Linked DNA regions of Pan troglodytes: region 2 is linked to region 1. Evidence: chromatin contacts called from public capture Hi-C data. All regions are on one chromosome and are shown on one strand. The core of a region is the stretch at or near the end of the contact, and the rest is flanking DNA. Distances in the headings are between cores, read along the strand shown. Region 1 overlaps LOC129137364 (a long non-coding RNA gene). Region 2 has its middle 260 kb from the start of C16H16orf95.

Region 1 (4,388 bases), core at 293-2,792:
TTTGCACTTAACCATAATCCTGGTGTTAGTTAGAAACTATCCAGAAAAGAGACAATCTGCCTGGTGGCACGGGAGGTCGGAACTGGAAAAGGCCTTAGAGGAAATCAATTTCCAGCCCAGTGTTCTTCAGGCTGGGCTTTGTGCTACTGCAGAATTCCTGGGAGTTTGGTGGCCTCTGTTGGGTCTTAGTTTGGGCTCCTCAGAAGCATACCTAGAGACAAGGAGTCATGGGCAAGCTGTTTATTTGGGAGGTGACCCAGGGAAACCCCCAAGGGAGTGGGGAGGCAGGACAGGGAAGGGGAACAGCAGCAGAGCTTTAGTTCATAGGCAGCCACTGCCCCGGGCACCTGGGGTTCAGTACCACTGTGGACCTCTGGGGGTCAGTGTAGAGCTGGCCTCAGTTATCTCAGTGAATGAGTGAGGGAGCTGGGATATTTATACATCACATCCCCTGTCTGCTATTGGCAGTGGGCTGATTCTGTTAGAGCCACAGGGATTCACAGTAAATGGTCTTTTGTGAGGCACATCAGGGGATGAAGAGGGGGCACCAACAATTACTATAAGGGGGCACCAAGGTATCAGATTCAGATGTTGATTTAAAGGCTGAGCATCTGCATGAGGATTTTAAAAAACAATCTACAGGTGTGTTAAACATAACAGCAGTGTCAATGGAGCAGGAGGGCAATGAATGGAAAGTAATTCTTCCCTGGAGTCCAGTTCCCAGTCCCTCCCCAGAGCACTGAGTGAGTGTCTCATGGGTCCTTCTGATGTTTTGTTTCTGTATCTGAGCAGATGCAAAGAAAAGACCCACTTTCCTTACTCAGTGGTAGCCTGCTATTGATGCCTCCAATGCTTTGCCCTTTTCCTCAGCAATTCACCTGGAATTCTTTCCTGTCCATATGCTTGGTGATGCCTCATCCTTTTTATTTACCATGGCAGCATAGGACATAGTACTCCAGTGTGTGGACATGGTACTCCAGTGTGTGGACATGGTACCCCAGTGTGGGGACATGGTATTCCAGTATGTGGACATACCATGACTTATTTATTCTGTCTTCTGATACTGGGCATTTTGGTTGTTTCCAATCTTTTGTTACTACAAACAAGGGTGTAACAAAATGTTTATCTCTTTGTACAGAGGCATGAATTGATCCATTGGATAAATCCCTAGAAGTGGAATTTATTTGGTAGAATCTTCTGTTTTTAAGTTTTTGGCAAATACTGTCCAAACACTTTTGAAAGAAGTTGACCGATTTGACATTCTTGTGGCAAGAGCCCATGGGGTGCATGGCTCAGATGTCCCTCATGTCAGGAGAAACCCTGCTGTGGGGTGAAGGTGGCTGGTGCCTCCAGCTTCCAGTGCCCTCTGGCTCTGCCTCTGCTCTCCAGCCAAGGCCCCATGTCTCCAGGGCAGCTAATGGCCAAGCATGGCAGAAGCACAGGGCCCCTCCATTTCTGCCTAGCAGGGGCATCCTCTAGGGGGCACCTTCAGTCTGGGGCTCTCGGTCAGCATGGCTGAGACATCCTCTGAGATACACTGCAGGATGAGGCTCTTGCTACTGCATGCTCCTTCCTTCCCCTCTCCTCTCACGGGTGTCGGACCAGCATTGCAATCTGAAGGCTCGCCCACACCCTCCAGCTCCCCCTCCATTTTCTGCAGTGCACTAGCACCACCTCCCTAATACATAGCTCACATTCCTGACTCCATCGTGGCATTCCTTCCTGAAGACCCATGCTGACACCCACTGACAATGTGTGAGGATGGGCTTCTGATGGTACTCGGTGAGCAGGGGTCTATGGCTAAGTGGTTTCTGAGCTCCCAAGCTTATCCAAATCTCTCACTTTATAACAGGAAATCTAAGGCCTAGAGAGGGCAAGCCACTTGCCTGAGGCCACACACTCAGGGGTAGCAGGCCCTGAGTGCCACACCAGGCCGCACCGAAGTGCTCCCTCAATCTCAGACACCAGCTGACCTTGATTGTCCCAGCTCCCGGCCAAAACCAAGCCCGGAGCAGACATGTGTGGCCTGGACTACCTCTCCTGCTCTCCAGATCTTCTCAGGGACAGGGTTCAAAGTTCCCTAAAACGTGTTGGGGGAAATTGCATCCCAGTTTTTGGAAAGCCTGGCCAATTTCTTCCCATGCAGCCATTTCTGCGTCAATACGGGCTATGCACAGATGCCAGTGCCAGCTCCCACTCCTCCGTGGTCAGCCGAGCAGGGACCAGAACTCAGAGAGAAGCACTTTCCAGAGGAGCAGAGTGGGTGAGGGAGACGAGGAGGGAGACAGTGGGCCACAGATTCTCATCACGTTTTCCCCTCCCGTGCTTTCAGGGGCTTAAACAGCAATAAAAGAATGTGCGATTGTCAGCATAAATCAAGAAAATCGGAATTCTGCTGAGCAAGCGAGAACATTGGACTTGAAAGAGCCATTTGCTAAATGTGAAAGGAGCCCTTGAAAGTGTTCCTGGAGGCCTCTTTCCAGCCCAGCTAGTTTGGGACTGAGCTAGATCACGGGCTGGTGCTGAGGGCGTGGCCTCAGGGCTCAGGGCAGCCGCATTTGGGCTTGGCTATGCCCCACCTGGTATGGCTCTGCAGGCAGCTGGGTGGTTGGGTCCTGGCACCAAGATGAGTGAGGGAGGGAAGGACGAGGAGATGGCGTGGAGACAGGGTCCTCGCCAAACATACTTGTGTAAGCCCCCAGAGGGCAGAGCCAGAGCTCATCTTTTATTCATCTCTAAGTTTCTCTCAGCCCTTAGCATAAGGGAACTCCTGCTCACTGGAGTTTCCTTTGCTGACTGAGTGAATAAAGGAAATAGAAAGGCAGGGAGGGAAGAAAGGGGGAAGGGGGAGGGAGGGGAGGAGAGAAGGGAAGGAGGGAGGAAGAAGCAAACCCCTGTATTAGTCCATTTTCACACTGCTATAAAGATACTACCCAAGACTGGGTAATTTATAAAGGAAAGAGGTTTAATTGACTCACAGTTCCCATGGCTGGGGAGGCCTCAGGAAACTGACAATCGTGGCAGAAGGCAAAGAAGAAGCAAGGACTTTCTTCACAAGGTGGCAGGAAAGAGAAAAGCCCAGGGGAAACTGCCAAGCACTTTTAAACTATAGGATCTCATGAGAACTCACTCACTATCAGAGATTTTAAACCATCGGATCTCATGAGAACTCACTATCACAAGATTTTAAACCATCGGATCTCAGGAGAACTCACTCACTATCACCAGAACAGCCTGGGGGAAACCGCCCCCGTGATCCAATCACGTCCCACCAGGTCCTTCCCTCCACACGTGGGGATTATGGGGATTACAATTTGAGATGAGATTTGGGTGGGGACACGACCAAACCATATCACCCCCAAGTGCTTTTTCCTGTTCACCGTGAGTCATTTTAATTAGACGCTGGCCTAACCTTTCGGCTCAGCAGATGGGACCCGGCCACCTGCCCCAGCACCCCCTGGGTGGGCACAGCCATGGCCTGCAGCAGACAGTCCTGAGGTCAGCGCCCAGCTGTGGACCCATAGATGCCCTCAATGGAGAGCAGAGACCATGCCTCGGTTTCTACACTGGCCCCAGGCTTTGCAGAGGAGCGACGTGTTGTCCAGTAGCTTCGTGGTGATCATCAACATCCAGGCCATCCTCGACTGGACTAGTGCCATTCACGGTTCTTACCTGTACCATGTCCACATGCTGGGGTACCCCTGAGCTTAAACCTGTGCAACAGCCTGAGGAAGAACCTTGATCTGGCTTTCCCAGGTCTGCACAGGCTCTGCTTCTCTTTCTGGGCTGCAGTGTGAGAAGGTGGGTGTATGATGCTGGCCGCAGCCGCATCCTGTGTCTTCATACAGTCAGCCGCAAAATGCACCAACAGGCAGAGAAATGCCACCAGGTGTGCATGATCAGCGAGGTGGCCGTGTGGCTCCAAGACTGAATCATCTCTCCATGTTGCTCCTTCCTGCCTGCTTCAGCTGACAGCATTGCCCTTGAGCAATCCAGTCTTTAAATCCCACCGGGACTTAGAAAGCTTCTATTTCAAAACACAGGACCATAAGTTATCTATTTAAACAACGTCGCTGTTAAGCTGCGCTGTCTGTGATCTATTGGAATTATAGCTTTCAGTGTAGTCCAGCGAATGTCCCTCGCTAACCAGGGCACTGAAATGGAGAAGGCAGCAGCTTAGTGAGTCCTGAGAAGGGGATCGAAGGCTTGCCAGAGGGATGTGCAGAGGGTAGGACAGGGGTCCGGGGACCTTGACGACGGAACAATAAATACAAGTGTCTCTGCTCAAACTGGCTTGTCTCAGCTGTCACACAGGTGAGACCTTAACCTACCACAGGTGGTTGGGAGGATCTAAGATGAAAGTATCCCCCCACCCATCTCTGAGCTTT
Region 2 (4,297 bases), core at 1,393-3,892, 180 kb before region 1:
GGACACTTATCCTATGTAACCATTTCAATTGGAGAACAATTTCACCCAGTCTAGGACATGGCAGACTATAAACACACCTGTTATCCCGGACACCTGATCTGCCATAGAGCAGCCCTGATGCCTACACAAACCCACTCTCTTGTTTATTGCAATTAGCTTTTTCTATTTTTTTTTTTTCTGGTCTTAGGTCTACTTTATGATTCAGTAAACATTGAATTAACAATCCATTTTTCTTCTTAGAATGTTGAAGGCCGTTAGGGCATTATATGGAAGGAAAATATTTTCTTAGGAAACCCTGATCTTATTTTCCCTTTCTTTGCCAGAAAAGGTTCCAAAATTCATCTTCAGACCTCAGCACCATCCTAGGGGGTTCAACTCATTTAGCTGCTAATGTGGTTTCTCTCCCATAAAAAAAAAAAATTCTTCAAAAAAGAACTTTGAAGTAAAGTCCCCGTCAGGTGACACAGATGCCAAGTAGGAATGCACTAGGCTTCAAGTCACAATAACCCAACTTAAGATGGCTTAAACAAGGGCAGGCTTGTCCTTATCATGCAGTAAGGATGTCGGAGGAAGGCAGCCTCGGGCATCTACTCAGCTATTCACCAGCGGCAGAGATGGCACCTTCTTCCTGCTTGTAGTGGTGTCCCGTGGCTGCTGTAACAAATGCCCATCAACTCAGTGGCTTAAAACACACATACTTTTATCATCTTAGGGCTCTGTAGTGTAGAAGTTCAATGCTGGTCTCACCGGGCTAAAATCAAGGTGTAGGAAGGGCTGGTTCCTTCTGGGGAGACCCCTCTGATGATGCCAGGGTCTGAAGATGAATTTGGGATGTCTCTGGAACCTTTTCTGGCAAAGGAAGGGACAGTAAGATCAGGGGTCCCTGAGTGTGTTTCCTGGGAAAATGTTTCCATGAATGTCATGCCGAGTCCTTGCCTTCTCCAGCTTCCAGAGGCTGCCTCATTCTTTGGCTCATGGCCCATTCCTTCGTCTTCAAAGACAGCAGGGTCCCATCTATCCCTCCACCCTCTGCATCCGTTTCTTCTATGACTTCCTCTTCCACCTCTATTTTCCACTTTTATGGAGCCTGTGCTTACACTGGACTCACTCAGATAATCCAGGACTATCTCTTTATTTTAAGGTCAGCTGATTAGCAACCTACTTCCATCTGCAACTCCAGTGTCCTGGTTCTGGAGTTTAGGATGTGGACATCTTTTGGGGAGCTAATATGATGTCTACCACGTTGCTATTGTCTGTTCTGTCATGGCCTCAACATGGCTGCTAGATCTCCAGACATCAGATCTGTATTCACAGAAGGAAGAGAGGAGAAGGTTACTAGCACTGTGCCTTTTGATTAAGAAAACAAAAGGTTTCCCAGAAGTGTCCCAACAGACTCTGTTTGTATCCCATGGGTCACATGGTCACATCTAGCTGCAAGGGATGTTGGCAAGGTATACAATAGGCAGGAGGCAGCAAGGGAGAAGTTGTGTGCCAGTGACTCAAGGAGGCACATCTGTGGAATCTGTGCAGCCTCCTCCCAGATCCTTAATTTCAGCAAATCCTTGAGGACAGGCCACCCGTAATAGGAAGTGGTGGCTTCCAAAGTGTTTCTTTATGGCTTTCTAGTGGAATATAGTTTATAGGCGCTCTGGGAGTTCTAAAACAGAACTTTAATATCTACCCCTGGAATTGTGCGGGAGGCCATGGGCTTTGGAATGGGCTGACCTGGGTTCTAGCACCTTTTTGACTTGAGAACTAGAGAGAATGTGTGCATAAGTTAAGCTCTCCCTAGCTCGAAAACGCTTCATAACCTGGCATACATCAGTTTCCTCATGGGGTAAATGGTACTGGTAAGGGTGTGAGGCTTGCAGGCCTCTGTGAGGTGAGATGGGATCATACAGAAGAGTTCAGAGCATCTCAGGGTCCTCAGCCGCCAGCCGTTAACCAAACCCACATGATCACAGCAAGGCCTGGAAGAATGCAGAGGGGTAGTTTCCACCTGCAGCACCTTTTTGCAGGTGGGGAAACTGAGGCACAGAGACAAGCGGCCACTCTTCCAGGCCTCCGCAACCAGTATGTGTTAGGGTGGAGCTAAAGTCAGCCTGAGGAGTGATTTCAGGGACGAGCAAAATCAGCGACCAGGGTCCCCGGTCAGTGTGGATCCCCCTGCCCTGGCCCTGGGCCCCCTCCCCAACAAGGTCCTGTCCCAAGGTGGGTGAAGGGTGAAGGGGCCTGCGCAGCTCCCCTGCTGGCGGGCGGGTGCTTCCCTGCCAGCCTGTTTGTTTTGGGCATCTTTCTCATGTCCTCCAAGCTTGCCGCCAGCAGTGTGCTCCCCCGGGGGATGCCGGCGGTGAGAACCTGGGAACTGCCTCTTATCTCTGCAGAGCAGGATGTGTCCTGTGCTGCGCGTCCCCGGTGAGCTTTCCAAGCGCTGTGATGAGCTTGCAGATTTCAGCAGGCGATTGCTCCGGCCGTCCCCCGCCAGCCTTGGGGGGGCTGTGTTTTGTTTCCCAGGCCCCTCGGCACTGCACCAGGGATCCTGCCACCTCCTGCTCCCGTGTCCCTGGCCTTTCAGCTGCTCTGAGTCCATGATCGCCCCTGTAGGTCCAGCCCAGCCGACGGCCAGTGAGAAATGGCACGGGGTGAACTCCTGTTTCCGCCCATTCTTTGTGCAGGGGCAGTGGGTGGTTCCCAGCTGGGGAGGGCTGGGGGCGGGGGGAGGGGGGGCGCAGTGCCCCACATGGCCCTCGGAGGCGCTGTGCAGGCCCGGGTTCTGCCCTCATCCCATCCATACCAACTTCTGAAAGGTGCTCCGACCCAGTGGTGAGTGGATGGAAACAGGTAATTAACCTGATTATACGATGGAGTGTGGGCAGGGCGTCTCAATCTTACCTCCAGTGATATTTGTTTAAAATGCAGATTCTCAGGTCCTGGGGTTCGGCGAGGCACATTCGAACTGGGGTAGGACCCATGATTCTTAATTTACACCAGGCCCCCAGTAATTCTTCTGATGTGGCAAATTTGGGAAAATACTGGCCTGGCAGTTTGGCCCAGGCTCTGGAAACAGGCTAAGTTCCAACTTCACTGCAATCCCCGGTCACTGCGCCTCTTGGAGCTTCTCAGACCACAGTCTCCTCTTCTGTTGACTGGGTCTGATGTTATCTTCCTTCTGTGATTGTTGGGAGAAATCCCAGAGTGCTCTGCACACAGCCAAGCATCCATTGGGTGTTCAGGAAAGGATTAATGCTTATTGTCCAGATGATATTCAAAGACAGAAATCTCCTGGCAAGGTTTCTGATAATCACAAAAACCAGACAGAACAAACTGAGCTAATAGGGTTGGAGTTAAAAGTAGAGACCTTGAATGTTTTGAGCACACTTGGTGGCCTCGTTTTAGGCGTGAACACAATTTCCATTGGAAAATTTTAAACATTGACAGCAATAGAAGGGACTCCATTTCTGTGCTGTCCTCTGTATCCAGGAGCCCTTAAGGAGATCACTGAGTAACTGTGGGGTTCTCAGAGCTGAAGGCATTGGGGCAAGAGAGGGGGTTGAGTCTTCTCAGGATACAGCACGTTGATGAAAGAACCAGCACAGTCGAACATGCATCCCACAAGGAGACATACAGTGGCAAGGAAGGACCCTGCGAGGCCATTGGAGACACTGCTGTCAGATGGGATGAGCAGGCCCCTTCTGGCAGCATCTGCTGAGTTAGCATCAGGCTGGACCACAGAGACGATGCCTGCAAGAGCTGCAAACGCAGGCCATCCCACCAGCTCTCGTGCAGGAGATGCTAGCTCCTCATCAGGCTCTGAGCCAAGCACATCATCTGCCTTCTGCCCCTCAGTTTCCTAGTGTGTAAAATGAGGATGTTGTGACTCTTACTCCATCAGTCCTTAGGAGGATTCAGGGAGGTGAGGCATAGGAAGTTCTCTGCTTGGTCGCTAGCGAACATCGGTGTTGGTAGAGTTATCTCTTTTTTTTACACGTAGGAGAACTGGAGCAGGCATGGCAGAATTCCTCACTAGCAGAAGACCCCCTGGCAGACATGTGGAGAGATCTGAGCCACTATAGACACGGCAGCAGGACAGGGCTTTGGAGGAGGGACCTGAGCGGTAGCCTTGGTCCACTGCAGACATCAGCAAGCTCTTAGATCAGGCGGGGAACCGGTCCACCCACTCATGCTCTGGTTTAGCTCCCTACTCTGCTTTCTGAGAGTCAGTTTGGAAGGGAACCTAGCGGAGCTCCTCAGAGTCTCGGGGTCCTTGTCTTTGATGAACTTTCTACTTGGTCATAGG

The links. Capture Hi-C pulls out chosen DNA fragments and counts their contacts.
Region 2: a contact with region 1 is called in a capture Hi-C map of stem cell-derived neural stem cells, with 5 times the contacts expected there. The contact joins two enhancer-like sites. A contact is called at or near these places in 2 of 7 Hi-C or Micro-C datasets (induced pluripotent stem cells and stem cell-derived neural progenitor cells) and 1 of 1 other capture datasets (stem cell-derived neural stem cells).

The regions. Positions count from the first base shown.
Region 1 is chr18:85,036,280-85,040,667 of NHGRI_mPanTro3-v2.0_pri, reverse strand. All of the region lies in intron 2 of LOC129137364 (a long non-coding RNA gene), which reads left to right. Among named protein-coding and RNA genes, the nearest start is that of FOXL1, 300 kb to the right of the region's middle. Within about 2 kb of position 1,542, at least 1 of the 24 cell types and tissues checked has an H3K27ac peak or open chromatin away from gene starts, as enhancers often do. A contact at or near this core is called in stem cell-derived neural stem cells, where this site is marked.
Region 2 is chr18:85,220,151-85,224,447 of NHGRI_mPanTro3-v2.0_pri, reverse strand. No RefSeq gene overlaps it. Among named protein-coding and RNA genes, the nearest start is that of C16H16orf95, 260 kb to the left of the region's middle. Within about 2 kb of position 2,642, at least 2 of the 24 cell types and tissues checked have an H3K27ac peak or open chromatin away from gene starts, as enhancers often do. A contact at or near this core is called in stem cell-derived neural stem cells, where this site is marked.